2 separate regions of the Mus musculus genome follow, and region 2 is linked to region 1. Evidence: chromatin contacts called from public HiChIP or PLAC-seq data. All regions are on one chromosome and are shown on one strand. The core of a region is the stretch at or near the end of the contact, and the rest is flanking DNA. Distances in the headings are between cores, read along the strand shown. Region 1 overlaps Grip1 (glutamate receptor interacting protein 1). Region 2 holds the start of Grip1os2 (glutamate receptor interacting protein 1, opposite strand 2).

Evidence for each region. HiChIP or PLAC-seq counts read pairs in DNA pulled down with a chosen protein or histone mark.
Region 2: a contact with region 1 is called in an H3K27ac HiChIP or PLAC-seq map of embryonic stem cells, with 3 times the contacts expected there. The contact joins the promoter of Grip1os2 here to the enhancer-like site in region 1. A contact is called at or near these places in 1 of 39 promoter capture datasets (3T3-L1-derived adipocytes), 4 of 484 Hi-C or Micro-C datasets (cerebral cortex, cortical neurons and nephron progenitors), 2 of 115 datasets of contacts at active chromatin or transcription factors (a beta-TC-6 cell line and embryonic stem cells) and 1 of 9 other capture datasets (pancreatic islet).

Annotation. Positions count from the first base shown.
Region 1 is chr10:119,690,552-119,693,251 of GRCm38.p6, forward strand. All of the region lies in intron 1 of Grip1 (glutamate receptor interacting protein 1), which reads left to right. Among named protein-coding and RNA genes, the nearest start is that of Gm46207, 56 kb to the right of the region's middle. Within about 2 kb of position 1,435, at least 104 of the 459 cell types and tissues checked have an H3K27ac peak or open chromatin away from gene starts, as enhancers often do. A contact at or near this core is called in cerebral cortex, cortical neurons, embryonic stem cells and 1 more, where this site is marked.
Region 2 is chr10:119,760,288-119,762,987 of GRCm38.p6, forward strand. It overlaps Grip1os2 (glutamate receptor interacting protein 1, opposite strand 2), which reads right to left and starts at 1,412. Exons shown (of 3, transcript NR_045359.1): 1 at 1,323-1,412. The region is part of intron 1 of Grip1 (glutamate receptor interacting protein 1); the gene reads left to right. It overlaps Gm46207 (a long non-coding RNA gene), which reads left to right. Exons shown (of 2, transcript XR_001779707.2): 1 at 1-1,660; 2 at 1,792-2,105.

The DNA.
Region 1 (2,700 bases), core at 185-2,684:
ACGCACCCTTGTGTAGTGCTCTTAGGCTGATTTGAGAGACCATGCTGCTACTCACTTACTGACCTGTTATTCAAAGTCTCGACTGCACATCTGCAAGCCTCTGCGTAATTGGTTTTAATTGTTCTGCTTTGGTTGAGGAAGCCAGAATAATAACAAAAAGATTCAGAACCTAAGGACGGTGATTTTTGTTGTTGTTGTTGCTGTTGTTTAAAGATGTTCATGAAATGTTTTATAGCATCTTTCTGTCAGCATCGTTAGGTCTGTGTCTCTCGACACAAATCCAGCCTTCTCCAGCATGCAGAATGAGAAACCTCAAAGCATAGGGGAAATTCATGGGAGGATTGCATGTGACTGCACACACTTCAGAGCCAGAACATTCCTGGTCGGTAAATATTTGACTTCCTAAATAAAATTGTCCCGCCTTCATTATGAGCAATCTATATCTGAAAACTGAGCCCTGTCTAAATGCAGGAGAGAGACCAATTGCCTGTGAACCCAACGACAAGTAGTGGGAGTACAGCCAGCCCCCTTGGGGTGGCTTGCACACTCGTTATGATATGGTTATTGAACAACCATTATTCCGTCACAAGGCATTTCTTTAAATTACAATTCTGGGAACAAGGAGCTGAGGAATATCATTAGTCCGCTAGGTAATAGGCTGACATGTGAGTGATGAATTAGACTGGGAACCAAATGACTTGTTCCTCCTGTTAGGAACCCCCATCCATGCGGAGACCCTCTGAAGAAAGACCCTAGAGGAGGGAGTGTTACACAGGAGTCATGTTTTCCCATGTAGCCTCTAGGGAACTTCGGTCCTTTGGACTCAAGTATTTTTGATAGAGTTGGGGGTTTTGTTTTTGTTTTTAAGTTGTTTGTGAATTTTGAAGATAAGGATAAAGGCTTGGACACATTCAATTCAGAGTGGAGTTTCATCTGCCTCTCAGCTCCTGTGTTTTATTGTTAAGCGGTGTGACACCTCTCAGCCTGAATCAACCTGGAGTTCCAAGTTGGATTGTTTGTGTTCCCTTTCCCTGACACCACGCTGCTGGCCGCCGGTCCCTTTACCAGTCCCTTTATTTGCTGTTCCTAAGCCTATGAGAGGCTTCTCTGAGAAGCGCATTTTAATATTTAGATCAAACAGCGATTGGAATACATTAATGCCCAGTGGGTTTGAAAGCAGCTGCTGAGCCTTCTCCCTGCTGCTCCAATTAACACATGCAGCACGCTCAGTCAGCAAGAGGGCTGTGCGTATGGGTGAAACCACTTTGCAAGATCACTAGTGTGGCTTGCCAGAGAGCCGAAGGGTTAACCAGCCTTCCCTACTCCTAAACCGCAGCTTTCTAGGAAGTTTTCCATCCGGCTGCTGTGCTTTGAGCAGAGGAATGCTAATAGGAGTGGGCAGGATTAGCAGGTGGGCAAAGCCAGGCTCTCCCTACTTTGGTTCAGTCCATTGACTAGCGCGCTTCCCCACCCCCGCTCGGTGATGGAGGTGTGGGGTAGTGACATTTTAGTGCTGGGATGCCTCTTGCTTCAAGCTGCATATCTTGAACTTTTGTTTGGTTCTGAAACAAGTTGAAGCCCACAGCTTCGCGGGTTATTTTTCCCCTTTTCCTTCTTTAATTGATATCTTTTATCATAATCTTACTTTTTTTCTCTAACCCACCCATCCTTAAAAAAAAAAAAAAATAGGAGAATTGTCAGTTTCTTGGGCTAAAAGAGAAGTCTTCCCAAGCTACTCCCACGTCGCTGTTGTGTTTTCTCCTGCTGTGGCTGAACTCTCTCAGCCTTGATGGGCACAAGGAGAAAGGCTGGAGGGTGATGAGTCCCGGTCCCCGGGCTTGGTGAGGGTCATTCATGCTCCACCGGCTTGAAGAGCAGCTGGGCTCTCGGCTCTGCTGCTGGCTGCGCCTCTGCCGCGGCTGCCCCGGGAGCCAGTCATGGACCGCTTCCTGGGATTTGTCAAGCAGATTCGGAGATCTAGGAGAAGAAAGGGGAAAAAGTACCGGCCGGAAGAGGACTACCAGGAGGGCTACGAGGATGTCTATTACTATGCTTCGGAGCATTTTCGAAGTAAGCGCTTCCCACCACCACCCCTCCCCTTCCTGGTCCTTCTCACATGCACCGGCTAACAATAAACCTTGCCTGCTTCTTTCCTTTACTCTTAGAGGCAAAAGACTTTCCAGATGGTGTTCTTGGGAAGTGCTAGATCCATCCTGCTTGATTTGTTGAGTGTATGGCCACCGGATCATACCGAGACGCTATTACCAGTGCGGGTCTATACAGAGGTTAAAATTGTAGGTGGAATCGATTGACTCTGTTACTTTAAGGAGCCGTTCGAAAAAGTGTCTTGTAGGTTGGCTAGAATATGTTCTGTTGAAGTTGTAATTTCTTTTCAATCATCTCATGTGCGTGTTGTTTTTTTCTCTCCTTTCGAGATAGAGGAGGTTGATTTGTTTGAAAGTCATTGTTCGTGTTGGAGTTGCTGCTCAGGCTTAATGCTCACCGTCCCAACTTCTGGACAGTTCCCTGGGATGAAGTGTGTGTTGTTTGTACTCTGAAGGTTCAAATGCTTTTTTTCTGATGCTTGTTCATAACCTTGTTATTAAGTTAGGGGAACTGGCTTGCCGTCAGTAGCAGTAGCAATACCTGTAGAATAAAAACAAAAACCACCCACATGGAGACCTTTGTAAATTGACTTTA
Region 2 (2,700 bases), core at 162-2,661, 70 kb after region 1:
CAGGATTGGGGGGGGGGGGGTAGGGGAAGGTTTGTCTTAGTAACGACAGCCTTTGTGTGTGGATCCTGTGATCCATTATCATCCTGATTTGGCCTGTTCTCCCTTGATGCCTTCCTTCCCCTGACACCACCCTTTTGCCTCCCTTTTTTCCTCAAGTTCTCTTCTCATCTCTTCTTTTGCCCCTCCTGCTGCCACTTAAACTTTTTATCTTCCTACCAAGTTTGATCAGATTTTCTCTTTTGTCATAAAAGAGTCTTGGGACGACTCCAGGCAATAAGGAGCGAGACGGAATTTTACATCCGGAGTGGAGGCTTGTTATCCTTCTAGACTCTCCTGTCTTGCTGCCACTGGGCTTCTGGGAACTTTTATTATTGACTCCACTTGTTCTTCAGTGACTTTGTGCCTGTGACAGCCTTTCTCCAAAATACTTTCTCCCCCCTAGATTTTTTTTTCTTTTCCTCCCATGCCTCAGAAAACCCTTCCTCTTCTTTATTTCAACATAATAAGCATTATTTTTACCTTCAGTTTGTGTATCTTAAAACCTGTTTATCCTCGTTCTGTAACCTGAAGTCTGCCAGAGGGAGCCTTTCTGGTCAGTGGATTTATACATTGCTTCAGGAGACACTTGGACACCTCTTTACCCCAGTCTCCGCTCTTGAGAAGTGAAATAACCAAACTGCCCGCCCCATCACGCTGACACTAGTGTCACGTGACTTTGTCCATGGGAAACTAAGATGGCTGTCCGCCGCCGAAGCTCAGTAATTATTATTATTGTAGTTGAAATGATATATACAGTAGCCAGAAACACGTGGACATAAAACAGCTCATTTTTAAGCCTCGATCTTTCTACTGGTAATTCTAATAACAAATCTAATTATGTCTGCTTATTAGTTCTTTTTACCTCGATTGATTGGTATGTGAGTATAGGGCAGGGTGGGGGTTAGTATGAGGTGCCTTCTCCCATCACTTTGGACTTGGTTTTTGAGACAGGGTCTCTCACTGAACCTGGAACTCATGGATTCAACAAGGCTATCTAGCCGGTACATCCCAGAGATCTTCTGCCTCCATCTCCACAGGACTGAGGTTACAAGTGCACTCCACTGTGCTAGAGTCTTATAGGGGTGCCGAGGATGGGGTCTAGATCTACTTGGTTGTTCAGCAGACACTTCAGCAGCCTATATATCTCGCCAGCCCCCAGGTTCTACCGGTTAGAAAGCTTAGGTGCTTATTCCTGCCCATGCGCAGGGAACCCAGCTTCCGGCCTCACGTCACTCGCTCACACTCCGCATGAAGTCCATCCTGCCTATAAAACTCTTCCTTACATCACTCCTCACGCACAAACACTGACATCTGGCTTCTGATTCCGCCACCCTTTAAAGTACAGTTCGGGAAGGTGATTTTAATTTTTAAGCACTAACCATGGGCGCTGTTGTTACCATGGAAACCAAATCTCCTCTCCTGAGACATGGCAGCGGTGATCACCCCCTGACAGTCCGAAGACCTGAATTTCAGACAATCAGAGGCAGAGCAATTTGGGGGCCCCGTTCATTTAGAATTTTCTCTTTTGTGATTTCCGGGAAGCGTAGCGTGGCCCGTCCCAATTTGAGGAAGCAAAGAAAAGCCTGTGAATTGAGAGCCAGCTGCCAACTTTCCGCCCAAGGTAGCAGTCCCAAACACGTTTTTATTATTCTCTGGGAAATAAGGTCATAAAAAAGTAATTGCTGACACAACCTTAATGATAGCATTTTAAGTATGCTGCCTGTAATTAAAATAGGGATTTTATTACGGTAGACCTTCGAGAGCCCAGCCTGTGAGCCATTCACGTCTCCAGATTTACAAAGCAAGCAACTTTGACGCCTGCTGCTTTTGCTGTGTGGGCTGCACACTTCCTTTGTGCCTCTCCTGGTTGCCGCTTATGTACAAAACCACCTCTCTCCTGGCAAAAAGCACTAAGCATCTGTGTTTCCAACGATGCCCCGCAGCGATGGCGCCTCGGCTTTTCCGCAGACTTCCTCGAGAAATGTCACGAAGGAGCCCCTCTTTCTCCTTTGATTTCCCTTCCAGAATAAAACTTTCATGTACTGCACAATGAGGTTAAAATCCTACAAGGCTTTCTGATTAAAGTTTGAAGAGGACTCTCTCATTTCAGGCCATGTCAGATCCATTTCTCCCGTTCTTTCCCTGATGGGTAGACTAGATGCTGAGTGCAGTCGTGGAGGATAAAGACCAGAGATGATGGCTTTGACAGATTACACGATGCCTTCCCTTTCTCTCCTATAAAGAGAACTGTACTGGCAGCCCACATAGAGAGTTGCTGGTCGCCAGTGGGGCCCAACAGCCTCATGCTTTTGCTAGTCGACATCCTTAACATGTTGCCTGAGGCCCCGACAGAGCTGACTGGGCAGCAGACATTTTATCCAAGTCTCTGAGAGAAATAAGAGCAAAGAGAAGACTCTCATCCAGCCATCTTCCCTCTGTCTGAAGAAGCTGTCCTTAGGTGTCTAACCACTGAACGTGCATGCACAACTTTTTGGCTAGAACTTCAGTGATGGCTTATCACTTGAGTGTAATGTCATGTCTATGAAGCATCCATCTCAAAGAAGGGGAAAAGGGATGCTTACATCTGAGTTAACTGTCTTTGCTGCACCTGATGGTATATACTACTATGAGGAGTAGAAATAGGCATATAAATAGGCATAC